2 separate regions of the Xenopus laevis genome follow, and region 1 is linked to region 2. The links are chromatin contacts, called in public Hi-C maps. All regions are on one chromosome and are shown on one strand. The core of a region is the stretch at or near the end of the contact, and the rest is flanking DNA. Distances in the headings are between cores, read along the strand shown. Region 1 holds the start of plxnc1.L (plexin-C1). Region 2 holds the start of socs2.L (suppressor of cytokine signaling 2).

The links. Hi-C and Micro-C count contacts between places; a contact is called where the count stands out from the background.
Region 1: a Hi-C map of the XL177 cell line shows a contact between it and region 2, with 4 times the contacts expected there. The contact joins the promoter of plxnc1.L here to the promoter of socs2.L in region 2. A contact is called at or near these places in 2 of 4 Hi-C or Micro-C datasets (the XL177 cell line and the XTC cell line).

What each region holds. Positions count from the first base shown.
Region 1 is chr3L:63,295,270-63,302,012 of Xenopus_laevis_v10.1, forward strand. plxnc1.L (plexin-C1) reads left to right here and starts at 5,459. Exons shown (of 31, transcript XM_018252396.2): 1 at 5,459-6,492. The coding sequence starts at 5,554.
Region 2 is chr3L:63,164,279-63,170,589 of Xenopus_laevis_v10.1, forward strand. It overlaps socs2.L (suppressor of cytokine signaling 2), which reads left to right and starts at 1,886. Exons shown (of 4, transcript XM_041586302.1): 1 at 1,886-2,558; 2 at 5,537-5,858. The coding sequence starts at 5,711.

The DNA of each region.
Region 1 (6,743 bases), core at 4,209-6,708, 130 kb after region 2:
TGGGTGCCATTGCAATAAATTCGGTGTTATGCTTTTTTCATTGCACCCAAGCGAGGTAGGAAAAAGGATACATGCACAGGTACAAACCAACTCAGAATGTCTTTGCATTTCTCAATAATTATCCAGACTGCATTTTTCTGATGACCTTAATACTTACTGTACCATAATCACCTTTAATATAATACTATAAAATATTGTTGACAATCAATAGCAGAATTAAAAGATGTACTGGCTATAGACACATTTTCTTTCCTCCCAAACTAACCAGCAAATATACTTGTAAAACATGGGAACTGTTACTATGTACTGGACAACACAGCAAAGCTTCCTGCATTAACACAGTGGATGTAACAATAATGTAACATCAGCACTGTTAGCCTTATCAATATGCCTGCTGAAGATTCCTCCTGTTTTCCATGTAATTAACTTGTTCAGTGCCCTGTTGATGTTATCAATAGACTCTGTTCTCAGAGAGGATCCCAGGCTACTGGTGAATGCAGTAAAGAGCATCACTGTGGAGTCAGTTGTGTTGTTGTGGCCACAGACTGTACCAGTTGTGAGTCCTTCCTGTACCAGTTTGATCAACCCATGAGCCAGCAATTGGCTGCAACTTCAGCTTATGGCTCTAGCACTGAGTGTCTTGGAAGTGTCCCCATACAGACAACCCAGGGCAGAAACCTGTGTATAACATGCTGTTGCTTGCTTACTTTATGATACTCAAGAGACATGAACATTCTGTGAAAATGTATCATTATAATACACAAAAGCCATGAATATCTAGTAAATTATATCCTTATCAACGGTGAGTACAGATGTCATCAGTTATAAACGGTGAGAATAGATGTCATTTCTGTCAGAAGACTCACTGAAACTTGTGTATTATAATAAATAAAGTAAAGAAAAGTTTATTTTAAATACCACGACCAAACGTCCATGCCTTGACCTTATTTATAAATTAAAAAACTCAAATTAATCGGCTCAGAAAAAAACCTGAAAAAGATTGAGCGAAAACCCGATTTTCCAGAATCATTAAATTTTTTGCCCTAAACCCTGAAAACCCACTGAAAACCACAATTACTTCAAATTGAGATTGGTGCCTCTCCCATTGACTTATACAGGACCATTAGGATATAATAAATTTAAAAAAATTTGAGGTTTTGTAAATAACCCCCTAACAGGTTAACACAGACTCTTTATTAAGTGTACTTGTTTAACCCTCATGAGAAACCAACAAAGTGTGTAATCTGGTATCATTGTAGAAATCGTAGGTTATGCAGTCAGACACACCCTTAACTCTGCAGAGCTTGCTTTTTCATTGCTTTGACATATTTCTTTCCCATAGAAAATGTTACAGATTATCTGTTACTTTCCAATATTGTTACTTACCAATATTAAGGGGCAGACTTATTAAAGGTGGGGTTGTATCTTTTTTTACCATAAAAAAAATTTGAAAGTTCAAATTGGAATTTTCACTTCGACCCTTTATAAATCTGCCACATTAATACTAACTGTAGGGGGGCAGATTTATTAAGGGTCGAAGTGAAATTTCCAATTCGAATTTTCGAATTTTTTTTTTATGGTAAAAAAAAATACAACCGGACCTTTAATAAATCTGCCCCTTAGTACAGACTGCAACCCATCAGATGTTCCAGGCAACTGGAAAGGAATTTCAGAAGAAAGTGAGGATTATTTGTATTTTCATGTTGTTCCTATAGGTGACAAACAGGTATAAAAATAATGGGGGTCATTTATCAACATTGGGCAAATTTGCCCATGGGCAGTAACCCATGGCAACCAATCAAATTGCTGCATTCATTGTTCTTGCAGCTGGCTTTGAAAAGCTAATCACTGATTGGTTGCTATAGGTAACTGCCCAAGGGCAAATTTGCCCAGTGTTGATAAATGTGCCCCACTTTCTTTATATGCGTACAGGATTAAATAGGTGCTAATAAAATGAGACTTGAACTCACAGTTGAGATTTGGTGCATCTCAAGTTTATTTATTTATTTATTTATAATCTTTGGTGATGTAATTTTGAACTTCACTTTTAGGAGCAGATTGCTGGTTAATTGGCTCTGGCCTGCCCCTGCTAACCAGTGGGAAACTGATAATAAAGTCTTCCTTGGTTTATGGCCTAATCAGTGCCTGTGCTGGGAACCTGCCATTTACAAGTACCAGCTTTACACATGTCATAAATATATTTTAATGTAAATGAACAAGAGTATCCCTTTTAAATGCAATGAAGAAAGTATGTTTATAACTGAAACCAACATTGGAAATGCCTTATTCTCAGTTTTAAGGAAATAGCCAGAGCAGACAGTGATGTATTTCTGAGAAAAGTATATATATAAAGAGAACTTCATCAAATGGCAAGAGAAAAACCACAGACATTTACTTCAATCCAGCACAGATATAGAATAAAAATGGTGATATAAAATCCAAAATGATATTGTTTATTCAATCTGATAATACAGGTATGGTGTCGATTATCTAAAATGGTTGGGTCCTGAAGATTGTTTTGCCACAATATGGATTTCTGCAGCTTAGTTAGGATCAGATAAAGTCACTGCTTTATTATTACAGAGAATAATTAAATCATTTTAAAAATGGGAATTATTTGCTTAAAATGCAGTCTATGGGGCAAATTTACTTACCTCTGAAGTTGCGCCAGCGTTGGTTTCACCGCACTTCGCAAGGCATAGATTCGCCAGTGCTGCGCAAATTCACGAAGATCCGAAGTTCCGCACAAGATACCGATCATTTGCAAAGTTGTGCTAGCGATATTACGATCAGCGGTTCGAAGTTACGCTAGCGATGGCAAATTTGCATTCGGCGTGCAGTTAAAGTACAATGGATGTATATGCAGCAGCATACACATTACACTTCACAAGGCCAGGGAACCTTAATAAATGTATTCTAATGCCCTACACATGTGCCCACTGTATAGTTTAGGTGCCATATGTTATAAAGTGTAGGGGAAAAGGAGGGTACCCTAAACAAAAAGTTTGATCCTTTTCAGACTATCACGCTATAAAAAGTAAAAAAAAAGCCATAGTTTTTTTGGGACTTAGAACAAAATTTAAACTTTTTTTGGAGCAATCCCTCTACTCTATTGCACTTCGCCTGGTCTGATGTGGCGAAGTAAAGTCTGGCGCGGTAACGTTCACGAAAATCCGCAACTTAGTGAATTAGCGTAGTTACGTCCCATCGCCACATCACAACTTTGCCTGGTGTAAGGGTGCAAAGTAGAGCTAGAGTAGGTCCACTTCGCTAGCGAATTTACGCCAGCACCCGTTAGTAAATCGGCAAAGTGGCAAAATGACGTCACGCTGGCGAATTTTTGCTAGCGTTAGCCACTTCGCCCTTTAGTGAATTTGCCCCTATAGGAGATGGTCTTTGGAGCTTTCTAGATAGATGTTTCCATATAAGGAATCCCATACATGTAATACATATACTAATATATATAATTACAACAGTGTAGCAGATTATTGTAAGACAGGCAAGATGGACACATTTTAATTGTTGCATATTGCATTCAGTTCAGTTCTGATTTGGTTATAAACTGTCCACATAACTACAAGTGGCCTCTACTTGTCTCCTGCAGGTACAATAAAACCTTAAAACTCGTATTTGTTATGGGGTGGAGCATTTATACTTTGGTAGGAGGTTTGACTAATGTAAAAAAAAAAAAAAAAAATTAAATCCACCATGATCATTCAACAACATTCCCATTCCAAAATAATTAAACCTTTACGGGCACTCTATATCTGTAAGATTATTTCTGGTGTTACCATAATGGCACACACAAAGGATGATTTTAAATAGACAATTTGCACCTTGCTTTCAAACTTTCATCCTTCCATTCAACTGTATTTCTGCTGCCACCCAGAAAGGTCAAAATTCCAGTATAAAAGATAGAAATGTGGTTCTTACAGTTACTAGGGGTTGCTTTCGGCTCCACCTGAAGCAGGGTTTTCAGCTCATGATAGAACCAGCACTAGTCTATTGAAAAGCTTACCCAACAAGCACAATTAATTACATTAAGTACAATAAATAATTGTATCTCTGACCCCTACGGTTAAAATGATTCATAGCCTGTATCTTTGGTTTCAGATCTGCTAAACTGTGGTCGGTTTCAGATGTTTTCCAAAAGTATGGACTTATGATAAACTGATTAGATAGCACTGGGCTAAAATAATCTGCTCTGTGAGACACAAAACATCTAGAAGCAATGTGGACTTGTTAGTACTGTTATAGTTTACCTCATGGGCAATAAACAGATTAGTTATCAATTAAAATTGCACCACAGTGACCATAAACGTCCTGTATATACGTATACTGCCTATAATGCCCTGTGCATATTTCCTGAAAGGTTGTAATCCTGCCTCCTCCACTGGATTATGGTGTTTTTTGCAGGTGGTCGCAGAAGGTTTTTTATCATTTATATAAGAGATTACAGAGTTTTACTGAGATTATACATTTCCCTGTGGAAACACACATTCAGACACAATGGTCCACTTTTTACCTGCAAAAGAAGAAGGGAGGAAGTCAAGATTAAAAGTTGCCTTCCTGTCTCAATAAATGAGCCTTTATGCATCCAAGGTATTTGCATTCCAGTATATACCCTGTGAATATGTATCCTCTATATAAGCCTATAACACTTTCCTTGGGGTTTCCAAATAGGTTATTAGTAATTAGTCATGGGCCCAGTAATTTTAAGTGGGTGATAAAACTTCTTGGTGATTATCAAATATCCTCATATTATATAGCATGGCAGGGGGTATATTATTTACAATACACACATTTTAGTGATTCGTGTAGGGTTCACCCATGACCAGTATTTTTCCAGCTTGGAGCAGTAGAAATAACACATAATGCCAATGTTATTAAAGATGAAGTAAGATAAAACTATAGGAAGGCCAGTATTTTTTTTCCAGAAAAGGTGGCAACCCAAGAATCTTGAGACATAAATGGCATCACTAAGCTCTGATTGTAACTAATGATATGACCAGGTTTTGTACATCTGCCACAAGATGGTGATAGTGCACCTGCACACAAAGCTTCCCCCCCTCTGACACCAGACTAGACATACCCAGACTGCTGCTTTTGAGGTTCAGCTCACAGACTTTTGGTTTATTATAAAGACCAATGTAATTTCACAGCACCCTTTTGAAAAAATCTTAAACTGTTATCAACACATCCAAGGTAGCAATAATTAAAGCATGCATAGGTACAAGTCCAATCTAATATTTATTAGAACATGTCCATCAGTTTCCTGTCTGCATCTTACCTGTAACTTTTATACATTTGGTACCATCATTATCACTAAAAATATGCAGTAACTAAAAATAGTGATTAGGACTTTAGTTACTGGCTACAGCCACAGAATTTGAACTGTCTCGCCACAAACTAACCAATAAATATACACGTCAAAAAGGGGAACTGCTGCAATGTAGAGGAGAACACAGCAAAGTTTCCTGCATTTACACAGTGGATCCTAATAACCGCAACTTCAGCATTGCTGCCCGTGTCTGGACAATACTCTCTTTCAGGATGCCTCCTGTTTTCCATGTAATTAACCTGTTCAGCGCTATGTTATCCATAGTCTCAGTTCTCAGTGAGGATCCTGGACTTCTGGTGAATGCAGTAAGGAACATCGCTGTGGTGTCAGACCGTGTTGTTGTGGCCACAGACTGTACCAGTTGTGAGTCCTGCCTGTACCAGTTTGATCACACCCTGAGCCAGCAGTTGGCTGCAACTTCAGTTAATGGATCTAGAACGGAGTGTCTTGGAAGTGCCCCCCGACAAACAACCACAGGGCAGAAACCTGTGTATAACATGCTGTTGCTTGTGTATAATGACACTGTGCTCAACTGCTGGGTTAAAGATAACTGTTTTTGCAATGAAAGGAAACTGAACCATTCTGAAAACATTATCAGTACTACCCCTAATCTACTGACCAACAACACAAACCTCTCAGCTGCAGGAATTGTATTTACTGCTGACCTATACACCTATCTCATTATTGCTGCTTTTACAAAAAATATCACAGATCTGCATCCAATATCTATAAAAACAAGAATAGATACAGGATTTATAACAGAGGACCGTGGTAGCTATGTACAATTAGCTACAGCAGCTGTTTTGCTGTTTGTGGATGCCTTTTCTTGGGAGAGAATTTTCTTTTTTCCATATTTTTCTCCTGAAGAAGACAAAACCAAAATAATATCTGCAATGTATCGGAAAGGACCAAAACTGCAGCTTTTGCACCTTGTTCATCTTTTTTGTGACAGTGATATACAAAGAGGAAAGATTCTGTCTTCTTTCAATTTTACAAGATCAGGAGGACTCTTTTGGGCTGGGATATTCAGCAGCCAAAGTCAAGTTATGAGCCCAGATAAAACAGCACTCTGCATTTACAATCTCACTGACATGAAACAAGAAAAAACAAACTGTATTGCAGAAGACTTTTTTGACGCTGATAACGATTGTGTGAGTATCCTTTTTGTTTTACTCCAGAAGAACTGTTAAAAGGCACCAACCTCTGTTTATTTATGTCAGTGCCAATTTGGCCAGTGTAATACCTCATTGTACGAGCTTGTGTAGTGCAGTTAAGCACAATAAAACAATGAAAAGAAAATCAAAAAAGCAAAAGTAATGCTGAAATAACTTTAAAATATTAGGCTGTTGCAATCCCATCCTCATATTTTGTGAGATTTAGTGGGACAAGCCTTGTTTAAGGG
Region 2 (6,311 bases), core at 636-3,135:
TTGCCAAACGGAGTCTCGGTGTAGGTTGACAATCCACATAGGGGCAACCAAATAGCCAATCACAGCACTTATTTGGCACCCAAGAACATTTTTCTTGCTAGTGTTGCTCCCCAACTCCTTTTTCTTCTGAATGTTGCTCACGGGTGAAAAAGGTTGGGGATCCCTGGGCTAAAGCATGCTGTGTTTACCAATTCTAGTCTTTCTGGCCTATTAATATGACGTAAACGACCAGTGATTGCCAAAGCAAAGATTCACACATTTTGTAATGTGGATTAGGCTGCTGGCAGTAAACCAACAGGGCCTCATCATGGCTTATTTATTCGGTACTGTGCTTTACAATAATGCAGTGAGAATTTCCTTGTCAACACACGAGCCGCTATTACCTGTAGTTGGTTTAAGTGGCAATAATTCTCATTATAGCTTATATTACTTGGCCCTTACACAATGGCAGCAGTTACACCATTCCCTAGCCATCCTAAATACTTTGCTAATGTACATCAAATTTGGCTGACTTGGTCCTCCATGTTGCCCTGATTTTAGAACACAGTCATTCCTCACATTTTCAACTTTAGCAGGTTTTCCAGGTAAAAAATCATTGTGATAAAATGTAGGAAATAACCAGTGACTGCTTCTAGTTATAACCCATGGGAAATGCAGTCCCACAGTACTGTTGAATGTTAGGAGTTGTACCGTAGTTCTTTATCAAATGGAAGTGGACTCAATTGTAAGGAAATGATTGTACAAATATAATAGTTTTCTTTTTTTCAAAACTAATATTGTGTATTAATAATATTTACTTGACTGATATCTGTTTGTTACATTGTTTTTTTTTTACAGAAGAAAGATTGTCTTGAACCCTACTTCCATACTCAATAGTCTGCCCTGACTTGGTACTTATCTATGCTTTTATCCCAAGGTGCCCCCTTATGCTGTACTAATACTGTTTAACTGTTTATAAAGCCAAGGTGAGAAAATAATTGTTCCTTGTAGGAAAGGTTGTGTGCCAGTGAGCTATCTCCTCACACACACATATACATACACCCACACTTTTTTGCTGAAGTTTTCAACGTACTTTACCAAATAATAAAAAGAATAATTTTATGTTTGTTTTCCCTGTCCAGTCTTCTGCTGCATACCTTAATGAATAAAATAACTAAAAATAATCCCTTTGCTAAACCACTTAAAGAAAAAAATAATCCAAAACAACTGCAGTCAAAATATGCGTAAAGTACACACTTGGTAATACTGTGTACTGTGCTCAGCTACGTAAAAAGGGCGGAAACTTCCAGGAATTATTTGTATATAAATGCTTAACTCTCAGCCATTGCCTTGAATATAGGAAACATTTCTTTTTCTGCCAAACCATTGTAGCGATTTTATTTTTTTGTGCATAATGCTCATGAAAAGAAGTGTATATGAGACGGGGGATGATGTTGAAGAAGGAACCCACACAAGAGCAGAGAGGGGGGAGATGTATAGAAGCATTCAGTCTGTGGAGGTTTGTTTCTGCATGGAAAAACACCAAGAGCTGCTTTAGGCACCCAGCCAGCCAAGGTGCACAGAGAAGTTTATTACAGAGCAGGCAACTTCCTAGAAAGCCTGCAGTTGTTGGATAAAGTGCAGACAGGGCCTGTTTATTCCTGGCTCTATCTGATGGCTTGCTATGTGAGGCCACTAGAATGAAGTTTTAATCCAATAAAAGACATGCACTCTGAATTGTTTTGTTATGGCTTCTAGGCAAGAACAGAATGTGTAGGTCTCCTTGCCTGCTGCATGTGCCACTTGCCAGCTACAACAGCCATTTAGAAGTGGTGCAAATGTATAAAGGTTTCTGGGAGTTTTCATGAACAGCTGCATTTGTGTTCTTCTATGTCTATCAGGGGTCTTGAGATCTTTTCAAAAGCTTCTCCTGTAACTGGGGTGAAGCATTTTAAAGCAGGACAGGCCCATATTCGTGTAATATTATACACAAACCAAAACTATATGTTAATGGCAGATGTGGGGCTGGGAGTTGTAGTTAGTGTGTGACCTCGGCTATTGGCACAAAAACTGAATTCTGGGGCTGCAGAAATGGAGCTAAGGGACAGAATGATTAGATATGTTTCCCATAAACGCGGTCTTGTGGCAGCCACTGAACTGGCGCTTTTTATTATATGTGTCATTGGATCTTCAACGACATCCCTCACACTGGTAATACATCGATGAGGAATGAAACGGCAATATAAAGTCTGCACAGCGTAGTAAACAAAGATCCCCTGGCCAGTTAGAAATGTGACATGAAAACACTAGAACTAGTTCACAGTCCCTCTCTGGCAGAAGGCGGCAGGCAGCCCCGCCTCTGTGTGTGTGAGGAGAAGATGCACTTCCCAGAGATTTCCACTGGCGGCAGCAGAGAGCTGAGCGCGGAGACATTGGTCACGTGGGCCAATTCCTGGAAAGTTCCTGGAAAGCGGCCTTTGCATTTACCAGATATGGGGAGGGAGAGACAGGCGAGCAGATCACAAGCGAGGGAGGGGGAGAGGAGACACTCAAAGATTCGCACAGGAGGAGGAAACACGGTAATGGGGGGAAAAGCAGTCTGCGCTAGTCATAGGCATCGTAACCATCGGTCTGATTTGTTTTTCCATTTGCAAAAGGCACTTGTGAACATACAGTGTGTGGCAGCTGTGGGATGTTGCCTTCATTCACCTTGCTCGCTGCGTGTGTCCAGTGCAGTGAGTGTCTGTGTGTGTGTGTCAGTGTGTGTGTGTGTGTGTCAGTGTGTGTCCCTGCTTTCTATTCCTATACTGAGCAAACATCTGAAGATGAGCGCGCACACAAACACACACACTCAGACGCACCCACTAAATCCAGACTGGGTCTTTGAAAAAACGCAGACAGGAGAGAGTTGGGGGGCACTGCAGGCGCCACGGTGTCTCAACACCTCCACAGCACACAACACATCACAGCACACAACACAGCGCACATCACATCACACAGCCGCTGTACAACCCAATATCAGGCTCCTAATAGGAGGCGGATTTTTGGGGGGAGATGAAGGGCTAAGGGGGCGCTAAGAAACAACAATATCTTAGGTGGTGGTGGGGGGGGGAGCAATCCAATGAGATTAGAGGGAGGGGGTTGATCCAGGAATTGAACCCCCCCTCCTCCAGCTACATATTCAATGTTTAAGTCACATCCTTGGGATCTTTTGTACATTATTAGAATAAAAGGAAGTCAATGCAGAGCTGTGGAACCTCCTCAACCAGGAGGAACGTATCACACGAGAGCACAAGGTAAAATATGTTTAGAATCTAGAAATCTCTCTTTATACATACATACATACATACATACACACACACACACATATCGTGGCAGCCAATGTGCACACCGAATTGGTAACGGCAGGGAAAACAATTAGACAGCTTTCCTAGACAGCCCAAAGGTGTTCTGGATATACACTGCGTGGTGCACTTGATTCAGTATTTTACAGTTCTTGCTGCACTAGACTCTCAATATACAGTACTTGTTGCACTAGACTCTCACTATACAGTTCTTTCTGCACTAGATTCTCAATATACAGTTCTTTCTGCACTAGACTCTCAATATACTGTTCTTTCTGCACTAGACTCTCAATATACAGTTCTTGTTGCACTAGACGCTCAATATACAGTTCTTTCTGCACTAGACTCTCAATATACAGTTCTTGTTGCACTAGACGCTCAAAATACAGTTCTTTCCGCACTAGGCGCTCAATATACAGTTCTTTCTGCACTAGACTCTCAATATACAGTTCTTTCTGCACTAGACTCTCAATATACAGTACGTGTTGCACTAGACTCAATATACAGTTCTTTCTGCACTAGACTCTCAATATACAGTTATTTCTGCACTAGACGCTCAATATACAGTACTTGTTGCAATAGGCGCTCAATATACAGTTCTTGCTGCACTAGGCGCCGAATATACAGTGTTGAAGTGCTAGATACACTCTTGCTGCACTAGTTACAATGTTTATACATGACTTGCTCCACTAGCTACATTATTTCACACTTCAGGATAAAGAGGGTGGGTTTTTAGTGCACTTTGGAGATAGTAACCACACACACACAGGTGGGAATCAGTTGTACCTGACTGATGACATGTGAGGGGGATGCCCATCCAGCGACCCTCCTGTTGTATTAGATCGCTGCTTCAAAGAGACAGCTGGAGGGTTGCAGGCAGAAGAGCACTTCATTGGTCACCACCTGCAAAACTGTAAAACATTCCAAACACCTGGTGGAGGAGCACCATTTAGTAGGGCTTGACCTGCTAAATCATTTACAGACAGATTTGTTTACAATGATTGAATTCCCACTCCAGAGTAGGGTCGATGTTTCTTTACTCGCTAATGTTGGCGTTGTACGATACAATCTCTAGTATGTCCGGACAGAGCGGACTGATCAGGGCGCTGCGATTATTAAATTCTCCCAACAACAAACTGGGGCGCTTTCTAGAAACTCTGTGTGCGAGTCGGCGACTTTTCTCTCTCTTGCTTTTTTGGGAGAATTGAAGATCGGGGCGTGTGGGGAGCGAGAATGAAAAAGTCTAGCTTGATCCTCCTTTATTTCTTTCTTTGTGTTGCTTCTGAGCCCCCTCAATTGGCTGAACTTTCCAAAACGGCGGCGATAATACGCGGCACCGACGCGAAGGTAAACTGAATGCGATGTTATAAATAATGATTCCTGTATGTAAATAATTCGGTATTGTTGGCGGTTTATTCGATCTGTGTGCACTTGAGCACAGCCAATGAGCAAGTGTCCTTACAGCAAGGTGAGCAGCTGTTTGTGGTGCAGATGTGGTGTATTACATAAAGGTCACTGTAACCTACACATTTGTTATCTCCTCCGTTTCCAAATCCATGTTTCCGTTTGAAACAAAACGCTGGGGCTGGTTGGGAGCCTTAATAACGTTTTGGACTCATTCAGAGGAAGCTAGCGACCTTCCAGCCATTGGAAAACTATTCAATTGAACTGAACAAAGCGCCATAGATTATTTGAGTTGCCCCCAAAGCAGTACAACCTGAACATTGTTGCACATTTGCCTTAATATGACAACACAGGTTATGCTGTTAATATTGTTTATTGGTGTTATTACGCCGCCAGGCTGTGTCTAGACTGCAGAGGAACGATTAGACACAGGTTTGCTGTTGCTATATCTACAGCCCGCATAGTAACGCGTATTACTGCACAGGGTTATTTTTATTATCAGGCTGTCGAGCAATAGGGCTAAAGTTTGCTGTTGTTATTATTATTATTACTGTCATTATTGAGTAATAATGTACAGGTTAGGGCTCTGGTTTCATCAGACTGAAGTCGTAGAGTTGTCGCCCATTGTGCCATCGTCTCTATCATTTTCCTGCGATTCTTGGAAGGTAAAGTGCAGCTCTGGGAAGGTTATTTGTATAATCGGGTTCCTCACACCACGGATAATTAAATATAGGGCTAGTGAAATGGTGGCTATTTCCCAGCTCTCACACCTACTGTTCTCTAAAGCGTTTCTTTGCGTTTGGTTGCAGGTGAAGGCGGCGGGAGGATCCCAGATCAGAACCCGAACACACGCCAACTGAAAGAAACTGGACTTCCTGAAATGCACTCTGGCTGCTCATAGCGCTGCGCTTTGCACTGCGGCTGGAGGCCCTGTGTTTGCGTCTCAGAGAATAGTGGAGCTGCTGAGCGCAGCGGGCTGTCCAATGACCCTGAGATCGCCCGAAACGTCAGACAGCCCGAGTACCATAGAAAGCGGCTCCGGGGAGACCGGCTCACCGCCCGGGGGCATCAAGGAGGGTCGGGATCGGGAGGATCGCATCGCTGAGTCTATGGCAGAGCTCCGGAGATCAGGTAGGTCATATCTGAGCCTTCACTCTACTTGTAGTTACAGGCACACCAGCATTAACCGTTCTTGCGACACATAGCGTTGTTGTTTTATGTAGAATTTTGTGAGGAGCCCAGGTTATGCCTATGCCAGTCCTAAGTGCCAAGTTGTCTAGGTGCCTGTTTACACTAATTCTGAATGAGAAACATGAACTGGATTGATTTTTTTGAACTACGTAACGTTTACTATGTGAAAATAGGTCCTTGGGAAAAATATTCTCACATTTTGCCCCTCATTTGGATTGCACCAGTTTTACCCCCTGGTTACCAAATTGAAAGCAAAATGCCTTTAGAAGGAAATGGTATAATCACATAGCCTTTCATTACTGCTTGGAAAATCATTAAGCATCAGTAGACTGAAATCATCACATTCCCTGACATGATAAGCACTTATATTATTCAATTAACATCTAATTAATG